3 separate regions of the Sus scrofa genome follow, and regions 1 and 3 are each linked to region 2. A link is a contact called in public HiChIP or PLAC-seq data. All regions are on one chromosome and are shown on one strand. Each heading gives the region's core, a stretch centred on a gene start, on an enhancer-like site or on the middle of the called end of the contact. The rest is flanking DNA. Distances are from core to core; before and after follow the strand shown.

What was found. HiChIP or PLAC-seq counts read pairs in DNA pulled down with a chosen protein or histone mark.
Region 1: a contact with region 2 is called in an H3K27ac HiChIP or PLAC-seq map of alveolar macrophages. The contact joins the promoter of SHPRH here to the promoter of RAB32 in region 2. A contact is called at or near these places in 2 of 5 promoter capture datasets (fetal skeletal muscle and liver) and 1 of 2 datasets of contacts at active chromatin or transcription factors (alveolar macrophages).
Region 3: an H3K27ac HiChIP or PLAC-seq map of alveolar macrophages shows a contact between it and region 2. The contact joins the promoter of STXBP5 here to the promoter of RAB32 in region 2. A contact is called at or near these places in 1 of 47 Hi-C or Micro-C datasets (embryonic fibroblasts) and 1 of 2 datasets of contacts at active chromatin or transcription factors (alveolar macrophages).

The regions. Positions count from the first base shown.
Region 1 is chr1:19,610,472-19,614,474 of Sscrofa11.1, forward strand. SHPRH (E3 ubiquitin-protein ligase SHPRH) reads left to right here and starts at 2,444. Exons shown (of 30, transcript XM_021087080.1): 1 at 2,444-2,702. LOC106508827 (a long non-coding RNA gene) reads right to left here and starts at 113. Exons shown (of 3, transcript XR_002342504.1): 1 at 76-113.
Region 2 is chr1:19,095,442-19,099,810 of Sscrofa11.1, forward strand. It overlaps RAB32 (RAB32, member RAS oncogene family), which reads right to left and starts at 2,206. Exons shown (of 3, transcript NM_001123176.1): 1 at 1,951-2,206. The coding sequence starts at 2,206.
Region 3 is chr1:18,511,345-18,515,127 of Sscrofa11.1, forward strand. STXBP5 (syntaxin-binding protein 5) reads right to left here and starts at 1,406. Exons shown (of 28, transcript XM_003480238.4): 1 at 927-1,406. The coding sequence starts at 1,076. LOC102160169 (a long non-coding RNA gene) reads left to right here and starts at 2,003. Exons shown (of 6, transcript XR_002338312.1): 1 at 2,003-2,529.

The sequences.
Region 1 (4,003 bases), core at 1,194-3,693, 520 kb after region 2:
CTATTAAGGAGTGCTGGGTCTGAATGATCCTTATCATTGATATGCACTGCCCCATATCATCAAATAATTACACACCTCTTGCCTTCATTTGCTTCATTTGCTTCATCCCATGGCAACCTAGGAAGTTTAGTAAAAATACTGTTTATTTGATAGACAACATGACTTAAGCGGAAACAGTCTAGACAGAGGAGTCAAGAGGAGTTCTAGATCCTCTTGTTCTCCTAAAGTTAAACTGTGGCGAATTACCAGATTTCTCTGTCTCAGATTCTTCTTATAAAATGAAAATTTTAAATATCTCATATTAGCTTTCTAAGAATCAAACAGAAAAATGAACATGACAGGGCTTTGCAAAACATAAACTTCTACTTATAAATCATCAGTTAGGCTGCTTCTGCCTCCAAAGAAGTTAAATTTACATTTATTCACTCCCTCTCAACTAGTCCACCTCCTTGAGAACAACTTAACAACATTCTTTTCTAAAATAGACGAACTGAGTCAGAGGCACAGTTAGAATAAAGCTACTATTCCCAAAAGGAACTGGATCTGTAGTTTTGGCCTAACGAGATCACACAAGGAAGAAAGTGGCCTGACTTTGGTCACATTTACAGTTTCAGGAAATAAACTCTATGAACACTCAGTGGTCCCCTGATTGGTTGATGTCCACTCAAGTGATTCCCACTTGTGGAATGCTTTTAGCTCTTTAGCATCTAATGGGTGGATGAGCCAAGTGTTGTCATGGGTGAATAGCTGTTTAACAGCTGGGAGCTTCCAGAAAGCTAAGGTTAAAAAATGAGCCATATTTTCTAAAATAGCTCTGGTGATTCTAACATTGAAAAACAATGCTCCATAGAGAACTTTTCAGACTATACAGGGCACTTTGCAGATACAAGATTGAACATACCATTGGAAAATTCAAGAGAAAGAATTTCTTTTCATTGTAAGCACATGATACCATATAAAATTCTATCTCTGTAGTTGAAATCATATCTCTGGACACACAACTGGATCTGTAGTTTAATGCTTGTACAGGATAACAAAAATTATGTCTATAGAGATTAATTACCCCAATCAAGATGAACAAAGATTAAATGATGCTATGCTTATTGGTTTGTTTGGTTTTTTTTTTTTTTTTTTTTTTTTTGGTCTTTTTGCCATTTCTTGGGCCGCTCCCACAGCATATGGAGGTTCCCAAGCTAGGGGTCTAATCGGAGCTGGAGCAGAGCCACAGCAACGCGGGATCCGAGCCGCGTCTGCAACCTGCACCACAGCTCAAAGCAACGCCTGACCCTTAACCCACTGAGCAAGGCCAGGGATGGAACCCACAACCTCATGGTTCCTAGTCGGATTCGCTAACCACTGAGCCATGATGGGAACTCCAGCAATGCTTATTTTAAAATATTTCTGCCTCACCCAGCTGGACTCATTCAAAGTGAGCTTGATTTTCTGTTCCCACGGTGAGATGTAACATAAAACTATAAAGATAATCTTTTAGAGCACAATACACGTTTAAACACGGAGTTTCAAATTACATTTCCATTAGGTCTTGCACTTAGTAAAATGATCAGTTCGCCAACAAAGAGGGGAGGCTCCAGCATTAGCACTACTTTTTCAACTTGCCTCATGAAGCCTTGGATAAGGTAACTGATTTCCACTTAATTCTATGTGGTTTAGTAAATACAAATGGCTTCTTTTAGGCTAGCTTTAGAAGTCTGTCATGAAGTTCTGTACTACGAATATGGACCACTATGGACCGTCTCCGCAGCTATCGGATGCTCCCTTAGGCAAAAACTTACTTTTGTGCTTCTGGGATCACACAGACCAAGACGCCCCTCCACAGCATAATGCTGAGCCCGTATTAGGTACTCGAGCGCCCGAGGTTTCCTGGGGGTTATTTTTCAGGCTCTTGGCTCTGCAGCCTCTCAGTTTTTTCAGAGTTACCTAGGCATAAGCCTACCTCCATGAAAAAGAGGCTACCATTCAGTGAAGAGAAGGGAAAAAGGCTTACACATTGGAAGGGCAACTTAGGCACAATACGTGTGGTTTTTCCCTGATCTTAAAATACTCCTCACATTTTCCTGGGAAGTCTTTTAAAATAGCTTTTCTGAGGGAGATAAGCTTCATCCATAACTAATTCATGGACACTTTATAGAAGCAATGAAAAAAAAAAGGTGCGTTTGCAAAATTCTCTTCTGTCTTTTCAAAGCCATAAATCTTTCAGTTACCACTCGCTTCAAGCGGAGGCCACTCCCTTCGGCCGGCCGGCCGGCTCACTTCCCTCCCCGCTCTCTTCCAAACGGGTCTAGGGCCCCGCCTCATCTTTAGGGGTTCCAGCCAATCCTGTGTTCTCTAAAGGCTCCGAGTAGCGCTATCGCGAGATTCCAATCGTATCCTCGGATGGTCTCTGACCTGTGTGGACTTGCGCAGAAAAGACTCATGAAGCCACTGCGGGAGAAAGGAGGCGGGGCGCCCCCGGCGTGCGCGTTCATCTTGACCCTACGCTCCAGCGCACGCCCGGCACCTAGAAGCTGTGGTGTCTGGCCCCCCACCCCCGGGGAACCCCAACACAAACCAGCGTAAAACGCGTGCGTCCACCTCGGGCGGATGTTCGGTGGGTGGCGAATGCGTGCCCAGGATCTGCGGGGGCATTAGAGGCCCCGAGCCTTAGTGCAGAGAGGCACTAGGGGCTTGGAGAACGAGTCTAGGTAGGCTCTTGGGTGATGGAGGGTCAGGGGTCAGAGGTCGGGGACGGAAGACGTATCTGGACAGAGACAGAGGTGCCCAGGGAGGGACGACTCGGTTGTTCTGGAGCCAAGGAAACTAAAAGGCTGAGAGAGAGCCGCTGCGCGAAGCCCCCCCGACCCTTCCCCATTTCAGACGTGCGGGCCTGTGGATCGTCGCGGTTCCCCGGGGACGAGGTGGGGCCGTGGGAAAGGAGGCTGTGTTTCTCCCCCGGGGGTTGGGGCCTGGGGTGTTTATTCGAGTGTCCTAGGGGCTGTGGTCGCGCTCCTCCGCCTCGCGGTAGCTTGTTTGCCGGGCCTGCTGGAGCGATATGGAGCTGACAGCCTTGCTCAGACACTCGAACCGCCTTAGAGTCTTTCGGAAGAAAACTGAGTGGGTATCACCATTCGCGGCGTATATGTCCTCTGGATACTGGAACCGGGTAGCTGCCAAGCTTCTTGGTGTGCAGAGCTGTAATGTAGTAAAAGGGAAGGCCGAGGCTTCCAAGTTAGTCTGAAAGTTCTCAGTTATCTCGGGAGTCAGATTAATTACAGTCGGAGTCAACCACACTTGCAACATTGTACATTTTGACTCGTGGTCCTTGGCTAGTTTTCTGATCCAAGATATGTTTTCTGATGATTGACGGTCACTCTCAGCTAAATAGTATTAAATAATAACCATTAAGCTTGTGCCTTTTTTTCTAACCGAACTGACATAAGCCGATAGGTAGAAATCCTATATGTTTGATGTTTCCCTACTTATATTTAAATTAGCTTGCGTCTTTAACTGAACAAAAAGTAATTTTAAAGTCAGTACAGCTATTTTAATTATTGGGTTGGGCGATAGTAAGAATGATGAAACTCTCATCAATCAAAAAGGTCCGTAATATCTCTGCAGTCACCAGAAAGACTAGTTGGTTGTAATAGATAACCATGCTAGAAGCAGGGGATTAGTGAGCAGTAGTAGAATAAGTGTTTCTATATTGTAACCTGGCACTTACAAGGTTCACCAAGCCAGTAAGCTGGCAATTGAGAGTAAGGCAGTTTACTTTTGAAAGGTGCTGTTTATGTATATCCTCCTCTTGCCCTGCCTAAAGAAGTGTACTTACAGAATTATTGAAACAGATCTTTTATTAAGAGTTCAGGCCAGAAAGATTTGGGGAAAACAGAATCTGCTGGTGAAAAAATCTTACAAGGCCATTTTCTAAGTTTATATGACTAGCATGTACTTTAGACTTCAACAGATGAAAATACTTTCAGCCTGCTGGAGTTATCACTACAGAAGA
Region 2 (4,369 bases), core at 956-3,455:
TATTAATTCCCAATCATCTCATAAGTTTACCTCTAATCTTGTTCCTTGCTGGTGTGTGCTTGCAGAATGGTACCTAATCCCCAGGAATCCTTTCTAGCAATCTTAAAGGTCTGCCTTCCTTCCTGGAAAAGCTCACGGTTTGGACTTGGGCAAAAATGCAAGGCTATTCCATCTAGGCCTATGTCCCAGAGTCTGGTAAAGATTGAATACGTCCCTTTCCTGCCAGAAGAGGTCTGTTTAAGAAGGATGAAAAAAGGGGTGATACCCCGAGAGAAAACTCTTACTCATGCTTTTGCTTTCCCAAGTCTCCAAATATAAGACTTCTCCTTGAAACTTAAAAACACAACTGTGCCATAAAAATCCTTTATTTACCTACAGTAAAATCATAGGGCCCAATCATAATTTAATTGCTAAATGCCACATTATTCTACATGAAGAATACGGCAAAGTCAACAATCCTCCTAGGCCAGGATTTAAAATCATCTTCACAGACATCCACAGCTCCATTCCAGGAGAATGACTTATCTCATGGCAAGGCAACCTTTAGAATCCATGACTTTGTCAAGAAGCAATACTGCGTTCATAAGCACTCTGTGAAAAAGCAGGAAGTGTTTCGAAAGAAGCCTCTGGCTTCAAAAGATGACTTTTCAAACGAACTTTTGGTTTTCCGTGACCAAAAAAAAAAGTTGAGCCAAAGGCTGATTATCCTCTGAGGGACTGCCATACCTAAATTTATTTCCACATCTGAGGCAAAAGGCCTATTCTTAAATAAAGCTTCCTCGATACTTGCCCACATGTAATACGCTGTTGATGAAAAGAGCAGAACCCAGCAGACGACCTGTATCCCTGCAACTCTGCTACCAGCTGAGCGACCACATCTTCTACCTGCCGCAGTTTTATGCATCTGGAGGACGAAGGATAGCCTCGCCAGCCCTGACATGCTCCCATACAGACACCTATTGCAGACTGAGCTTCTTACCATGGATAACCACTGAACCACTGAAAGTTAACATCTTTTTAAAGGCGCACATCCCACCCCACACACCAGCCAGAGTTCAAGTTTTCATATGTTAGTGCAAGAAGAATATGCACCTTCCCCCAGCAGAGAGGTATTATGCTCCAAAATGACAAGGGAAAGCAAATGCCAAATACTGGGGGGAGGGGAGGCAGGTGCGGAGTTAAGGTTGGCGGAGAAGGGAGGAAGTGAGGTTTCAAGAGAGCATTCCCAAGTCCGCTCCTGGGTGGCCTGCCTTTGGAGTGAAAGCATGATATATGAGGAATGGGATTTTACTCAAATGAAAAGTCTCAGACCCAAGGTGGGTGACTGAAAACCTGAAAAGGAACCTGCTAGAATTTCTAGTTTGGGTTGTATTACTAACTAGGTGTGACTAGGTGTGTAACTTTGGGTAAGCTATTCAACCCCTCAGAACCTCAGCTCTTAACTGTGAAATGTTAAAGCTAACAAGGAGCCAGTCCTCTCCCCTCACTTTTCCTGGCCAAGATGCAGAGTTAAAACTTCAGGACAAGCTCCCATGGCTGCCCACCCACCCCTGGTCAAGTGACGGCCGGAGTAGAGGGGCCGACGCGCAAAAAACTAGAGAGCGATCTACAGACTGAGCTGAGGCATCTAACCAGGGTTATTCATTTACCAAGTATTTATTTTGTCCTGCTTTTAAATTCTTCAACTTCTACTGCCCGTTCCACTCTCCTGATCTCACTGGAGGCCACAGGACAACCCCTTCCATCTTTCTAAGTGATTTCGTCCCTTTCTTCTAAACAGAGACAGGCAGGCGAGTTCAGGCTGAGGACAGAGTTAGAAAGGAGGGCAAAAGGAGCCGAAAGGCCCTGGCTCCCAACCGACGGCTGGGAATCCCGGCGCGCGCCCCCTGCCCGGAGGCCGCCGCCCCCCTGCCTCGGGGTCTCCGTCCGCGGCTCGCGCCACCCGCTTACCCGCGATGTCCCACAGCTGCAGGCGCACTAGCGTCCTGCTGTCCCAATTGAGGACCTTGAGGGCGAAGTCCACCCCGATGGTGGCCCGGTAGTGCTGGGAGAACAGCTGGTGGACGTAGCGCTTGATGATGCTGGTCTTGCCCACGCCGAGTTCGCCGATGACCAGCACCTTGAAGAGGTGCTCGCGGGTCTCGGGCGCCGCGGCGGCCGCCGCCGCCGCCCCCTGGCCGGGGTCCCCAGCTCCGCCGCCCGCCATGAGCGTGCCCGGCCCCGCTCAGCCGGCCGGCCGTCCTCGGCGAGCTCGGGCTCCGCACCGGGGCCCCCTCCCGGCCGAAACCTCCCCGCGGCGCCCTCGGAGCCCCTGCCGGCCGTCGAAACTTCCCCGAGGCCGGCCGTCCTCTCGCCGCGCCGCCGCACCGCCTGACCGGTCACAGGACCTGGAACCCGCCGCCGCTGGCAAACGCCGGGGGCGGGGAAAGGGCCGGGGGCTGGCCTGGCGGGGGAGGTCCCGGCGAGGAGGCCGCTACCCGCCGCCTGCGCTGCGCTGCGGGTGGGCCGGGCTAGGGCGCGGGGCACTTCCTCTCCCCGGGCTTTCCTACTCCTCGGGGCGGCGCTGAGCTCGGCCGCCCCCTGCTGGCCTCGCGGAAGCCGAGAACCCGGGGCCGATGGCGAGCGGGCCCGGAGCCTGGGCGGGTCAAGGTCGGCGGGTAAAAGTGCCCAGGCCACCGAATCGAGCGGTGAAAGCCAGCCGGCGGGGCGCGCAGGGCGAGAGGTGGTCGTCCAGGGAGCGGCCCCAGCCGGGAAGGTGCTGGCCTGGGAATCAGCTTCCTTTCCTGGCTCTGCCCTGAGGGAGTTTAACGCTTGTATATCATTTGCTTGATGGACCTCCAGCTGCCCACTTTTAGAAGTGCGAAAGGTGGGCGACCTACTCTGAACTTGACAAAGTTGTGATACCGCTCTTAGTATAAATGAAGGAGGGAGTCTGAGGAAGACAGCGCGAGGTCTCTAAACGATCTTATTTTACGTCCCCAACAAACCGCAAAAGCCTTTTTAAAGTGTTTAGGTGGTAGAGACTCTGAGATAGATCCTAAGAATTGATTGAAAAATAGTTGATAGCATCGAGGGCTTTTACTTTCAAAAAGAAAGGCAGGAAGCCTGACTTCGCCTGCTGTGTTTATAAAATCGAGGGTTGCCCTCCCCCAAAATATTTAGAAACACCTGGAGCTGTTATGCTGCGGTAGCTTCCTTAAATAAACCAGAGCGGCTGCCCGCCCTATCCTCACTCTGACAATCATGAAAAATGTTTTTCAGAGGTGGAGGCGTTTTAAAATTTAGAAGTCAAAGTGGGAGTAAAACCTTTAGTAGAATAGCTATTGAAAAATCATGGATATGTCTCTAAAAACATTTCATGACCAACCAGCTTATGGCTTTTATGTTCACTCGACTAGAGAAACCTTCCAATATGCCTCCAGCTTGGGGAAAGAGGAAATCTGCCAATTACTGCCATAAATGCAACATCTTGTTCCATAGGTACATATTACCATAGACTTGTATGAGTTTTTTTTGTTTTTTTTTTTTTTAGCTCTCCTAGATTTCCGCTGACATTAGGAATAGAATTGTGGTGTTGAAATTCACACATGGTCCCAGCTAAAGGCAGGGTAATATCTTGGATCTGGTGGTTCTTAAATTTGAGTGTTACACCCGAGGCCCACCTCCAGAGAGGTTCTGGTTCCGTAGATCTGGGGTGGAGCCAGATAATCTGCATTTCAAACAAGTTCCTAGGTGATGTTCATGCTGTGGGTTTGGGAGCACAGTAGTTTGGATCCTCACTAGTGCTTCTCAAACTTAAAATTCATATGAATCACCTAGGAGCTTATAAAAGAGATTAAGTACATGTTGGATGCGGTCTGAGATTTCCAATTTCAAATCAATTCCCAGGAGACATGAATGCCATTGGTGGACAACACTTTGATTAGCAAGGGTTTAGATTAGACATCAGTAGTTGCCACATTTGCTTTGTACCTGACTCACTTGATGTTTGGGACTGAATGTGTCCCCTCCAAATCTGAAAGTTTTGTGTCCCCCTCCCCCATATGATGGTATTAAGAGATGGGCCTTCCAGAGGGCATGAAAGTAGAGCTTTCATGCATGAGACTAGTGTTCTTAGAAAAGGGACTTCAGCAAGCTTGCTGCTCCTTCCACCAAATGTGGACACAGCAAGAAGACAGTGGCCTATAAGCCAGGGAGTAGGTCTGGCCAGACATTGAATCTGCTAGAGCCTTAATCTTGAACTTCCCCAATTCAAGAACCATGAGAAATAAATTATTGTTTAAGCTGCTCAGTAGATGGTAATTTGCTGTATCAGCCAGAGCTGACTAAGACACCTGGGGAACTAGCTGTCTAATTTACCCAGACATTC
Region 3 (3,783 bases), core at 156-2,655, 580 kb before region 2:
CAGTGGTCAAAAATTCTGTAAATTCATTTTAAAATGCAATTCATGCTTTATTTCAAGCGTATAAACTTCATCATGACTTTGGATGCCAAATGCCAAGAACTGCTAAGGAAATGCTGTCATAATTACTTTAGGGAAGGATTCAGTAAAGCAGTTAGCAAACATCTATCTCAACATTTTCCAAGTGTAACAATGAAAATAAATAAAGCATATATTTTGCAATTTACTATTAAATCCTTAGTAATTTTAGGACACGAGGGCAAAAAAGTGTATTACGTTCTTTTAAGAAACTCTGACTTAGGAACGCGCCTGGTATTTATGAGGAAGGCAGATATTAAGACCAACACAAGTTTGTATTTCTCATTGAGCAGCTGGTGAATTAATTCGCTGCATCATTCTTTCTGAATTACAGACTGCTGTGACAGTTGTCGTGCCATTAACAAGCAAAAAAAAATCACAGTTCTAACTTTTTAACCAAACACCATGATAGAAGGACCCTGTGATTTCATATCTTAAGCCTCCTTTCACATTTTAAAGGGAAAGTAATAAGCAAAATATCTAGTTGAACAGGCTTGGCTGTTTGGTAAACAATATGCAATTGGCACCGCTCCCAAAAGAAACTTGGAAGTTGGTGAATTAGATATTAAAATGCTAAAATATAAAAAGGCACAAGACTAAGAATATGAATTAAAGGTCACTTTAACAGGTTAGAAGCAATGTTGAGACGACTGCTGCACGTGTAAAAAATCAACGAAAAGGAGTAAGATGATGTCAATCAACACAGCTCACCGAGCAAATGTTTGCTAGACGAGCGAGCCCTTTATTCGAGGTAGGATTGTTATCGGCGCTCAATACCTCGCACCCGCACGTAAAGCCCGAGCTGCCCCTAAAACGACCCCAATTTTCGCGGGACTGCGCGCTCCGTTCACCTTGCAAAGCTGGAAGTGCTCGGACTGGAGCGTTTCCTGGATCTCGGGCTCCCGGTTCCCAGGCGGGTGCTGCTGCTGCTGCTGCTGCGAGGCCGAGGACGAGCCCGCGGTCAGGCCGTCCAGCACCTTCCTGATGTTGAATTTCCTCATGGTCTCGGCGGGGTTCCCCCGCAGCCCGGGAGGGGAGGTAAGGAGCGTCCCCCGGCGTGGAGGGGGGACGAGCCCGGGCCGAGGGCAGCTTCCAGCGAGGACGCGGAGGAGTGGGAGGGAGTGGGAGTGTGAGGGGAAGGAGGCAGCTGGGGAGAAGCAAAAGATAATCCAGACAGGAAATACTGCGACGACGAGAGAGCCGCGGTCACCAGAGCCCCGGGCGGCGACCCTCTTCCTCCGAGGCCGCCGCTGTTCGCCGCGGCTGCTGTGGCGCCGCTTCAGCCGCCGCCGCCGCCGCCTCGCTCCGCGGCCCGGCGGCACAGCAGTGGCGGCGGCGCCCGGAGCCCGCTCCGCCCAGCCTCACCTGGCCGCGGGCTTACTCTGCGCCGCGCCGCCACCCCGGCTCGCCCCCGCCGCTGCCGCCGCGTCCATGGCCCGCGGCCCCGCCGCTCCACGCCCGCCCGGGCCCCGCAGTCCCTCGGCGCTTCCTCCCGCTCCTGCTCTTTCTCCTCCTCCCCGGGGTCGCCGGCTCTCGGTCCGCGGCCGCCGCGCCGGCTCCCTGCCGCTCAGCGCCTCTGCCCGCCGGGCATCGCACGCAGGGCGCCCGGGGTGGGTCCCCGCGCTCTCCGCCTCGCTCCTCCGCCGCTAGATCGGCCCGCCCTCGCTCCTTCTGAGCCCCGGCTGCCCTCTTCAGGCGCCGCCGCCGCCGCCCGCGCTCCCTCCCGGCAGCTCCCTTTCGCCTGACAGGGCGCCTCGACACACGGCGCCAACGCCCGCTCCGAGCAGCAGCGGCAGCCGCGGTTACAGCGCCCGCCGCGGCGGTGGTGGCAGCTGGGCCTCCGCGGACGGGGGCTCCTGAGCATGCGCGCAGCGCGCACCCACCTCCCCCTCCTCCGCCGCCAGAGTGGAGCTGGGGCTTAAATTATCCTCTGCGAAAATCCCAGACCGCGGCTAAATTTCTCCCATCTCAATCGCCCTGCTAGAGGATGCAGCTGCTTCTCCTGCAGCTGGGATAGTAAAAATGTTGACGACTAACGAGTAGCAGGAAACCTTTATTTCAGATTCGGTCATTAAAGCGGGGGTTTATGCTCTCACCCTTTAATGAGGTACACACTCCCGGCTACTGGCTGCAATATCGCTGTTGCTGCTTTATTGATGGGCTTTGTTTTGGATTGATTTGGCTTTGGATTTCGAAAAAGTGCGTCTAGACAAAGGTTATGTCTGTGGTAAGAGGATGGCAGACTTAGAGAGGTACTAGGAAAGGAGATAAACCCAGAGGGAGGAAAGCGTGGCCGTGGCCGGTAGCTTCTAGAGTGGGATGGTCTGCCAAAGGGAAAGCCTCCCCAGGGCTGGATATCTGCCCCGACGCTACGGTGGGCGGAGATGGGGGCGGGAGCGAGAATGGAGGTAAACACAGCTCGGACACTCATTTTCAGAACCTCCAATCTGCCAGGTAATGCTGATTATCCACTAAGTAGACCCCAGCGACTTCTCTACTCTTGCAAGGGAGGGAAGGATGAAGTTTTCGCTCAAACCTTTCCACTGCTTCACTGTCATAATCTCAGTTAGATGCTTGAAGGCAAATGTCTGGCTCAAGTTTGAAAAGGCAGAGAGATTCATATGAGCTGCGGGTACCATTTCCGGAGAGTGAGTTCAATAAAGAAAAGTGGATGGAAAGAAGAGGTACTTGATTAGGAAGGATTTAGAAACTAAGAAAAAACGTAAAGAAGGATGGAAACCCATGAAGACTAATTTTATTCGTAGGGGTGAGGTGGAAAGAGAGAACAAGCTCCCAAGCTAACAACTCTCTGCCTAAGATGGTCTTGAGCTACAGAGGGTTTTCAGAACCCAAATCAGAGGTACCCGCCCTCTTCTTTGTGATTGGTCCCCTCCTGCCCGCTCAGGGAAATTCTCATCCCGGTATTGGTCGATGTGACGGGCTTAAACCAACTACCCCTGGGCCTCAGGGGTTTCGGGAAATGTAGTTCTCCGTGGAGCTTCCTCATCCAAGGACGATGTCTTACACCTGAAACCTATAAAGTTGTTTTGTGGTTTAATATTTACTGAACTACTCAGTTAATTGCTTCGATGTAACAAACGATATAGCAAATTTGGAGATTTTTCTTGGGCTATTTCCAAGTGGCTCTGAAATTTTTGTGTACTAATTTAGTTCTCTGAAACATTTTGTTAAGTGTGAGGCATTGTGCTAGGTGCTGAAGACCCCAAAATATAATTCTTGCTTTCAAAAAGCTCCCTAGTCAAAAGGGGACATATCTCAGTAAATAAGTAATTGTGAAACAATGTGATGAGTTCATTGATGGAATCATGCAGGAGCAGGACTGAAGAGGGTAATTTAATTGGCTGGAGGCCTGGAAATGGAGAATTCACTGTGGTTGAGTCCAAGTGATGAGGAGCTGACAAGGTGAAGAGGAGGGAAAAGAGCATTGTAAGGCAGCTGGGGAGGTGATCAGAATTCCCCGGAGAGGTTTTTAAAAAGACGGATGCCTCCATAAGTATAAATTGCGGAAAGGACCACATCCCCACAGAATTCTATGATCCACCTGTTTATCTAGTTTGAAAATAAATCTGTTGGATGATTTGTCTTCATTGGATTATGAACTCTTTGGAGAAGAAACAGTTTCCTGCTGAGAGGTCTTTTATAGTGGAAAAACCCTAGGCTCTGCTGTTAGCCGGACATGGATTTCAA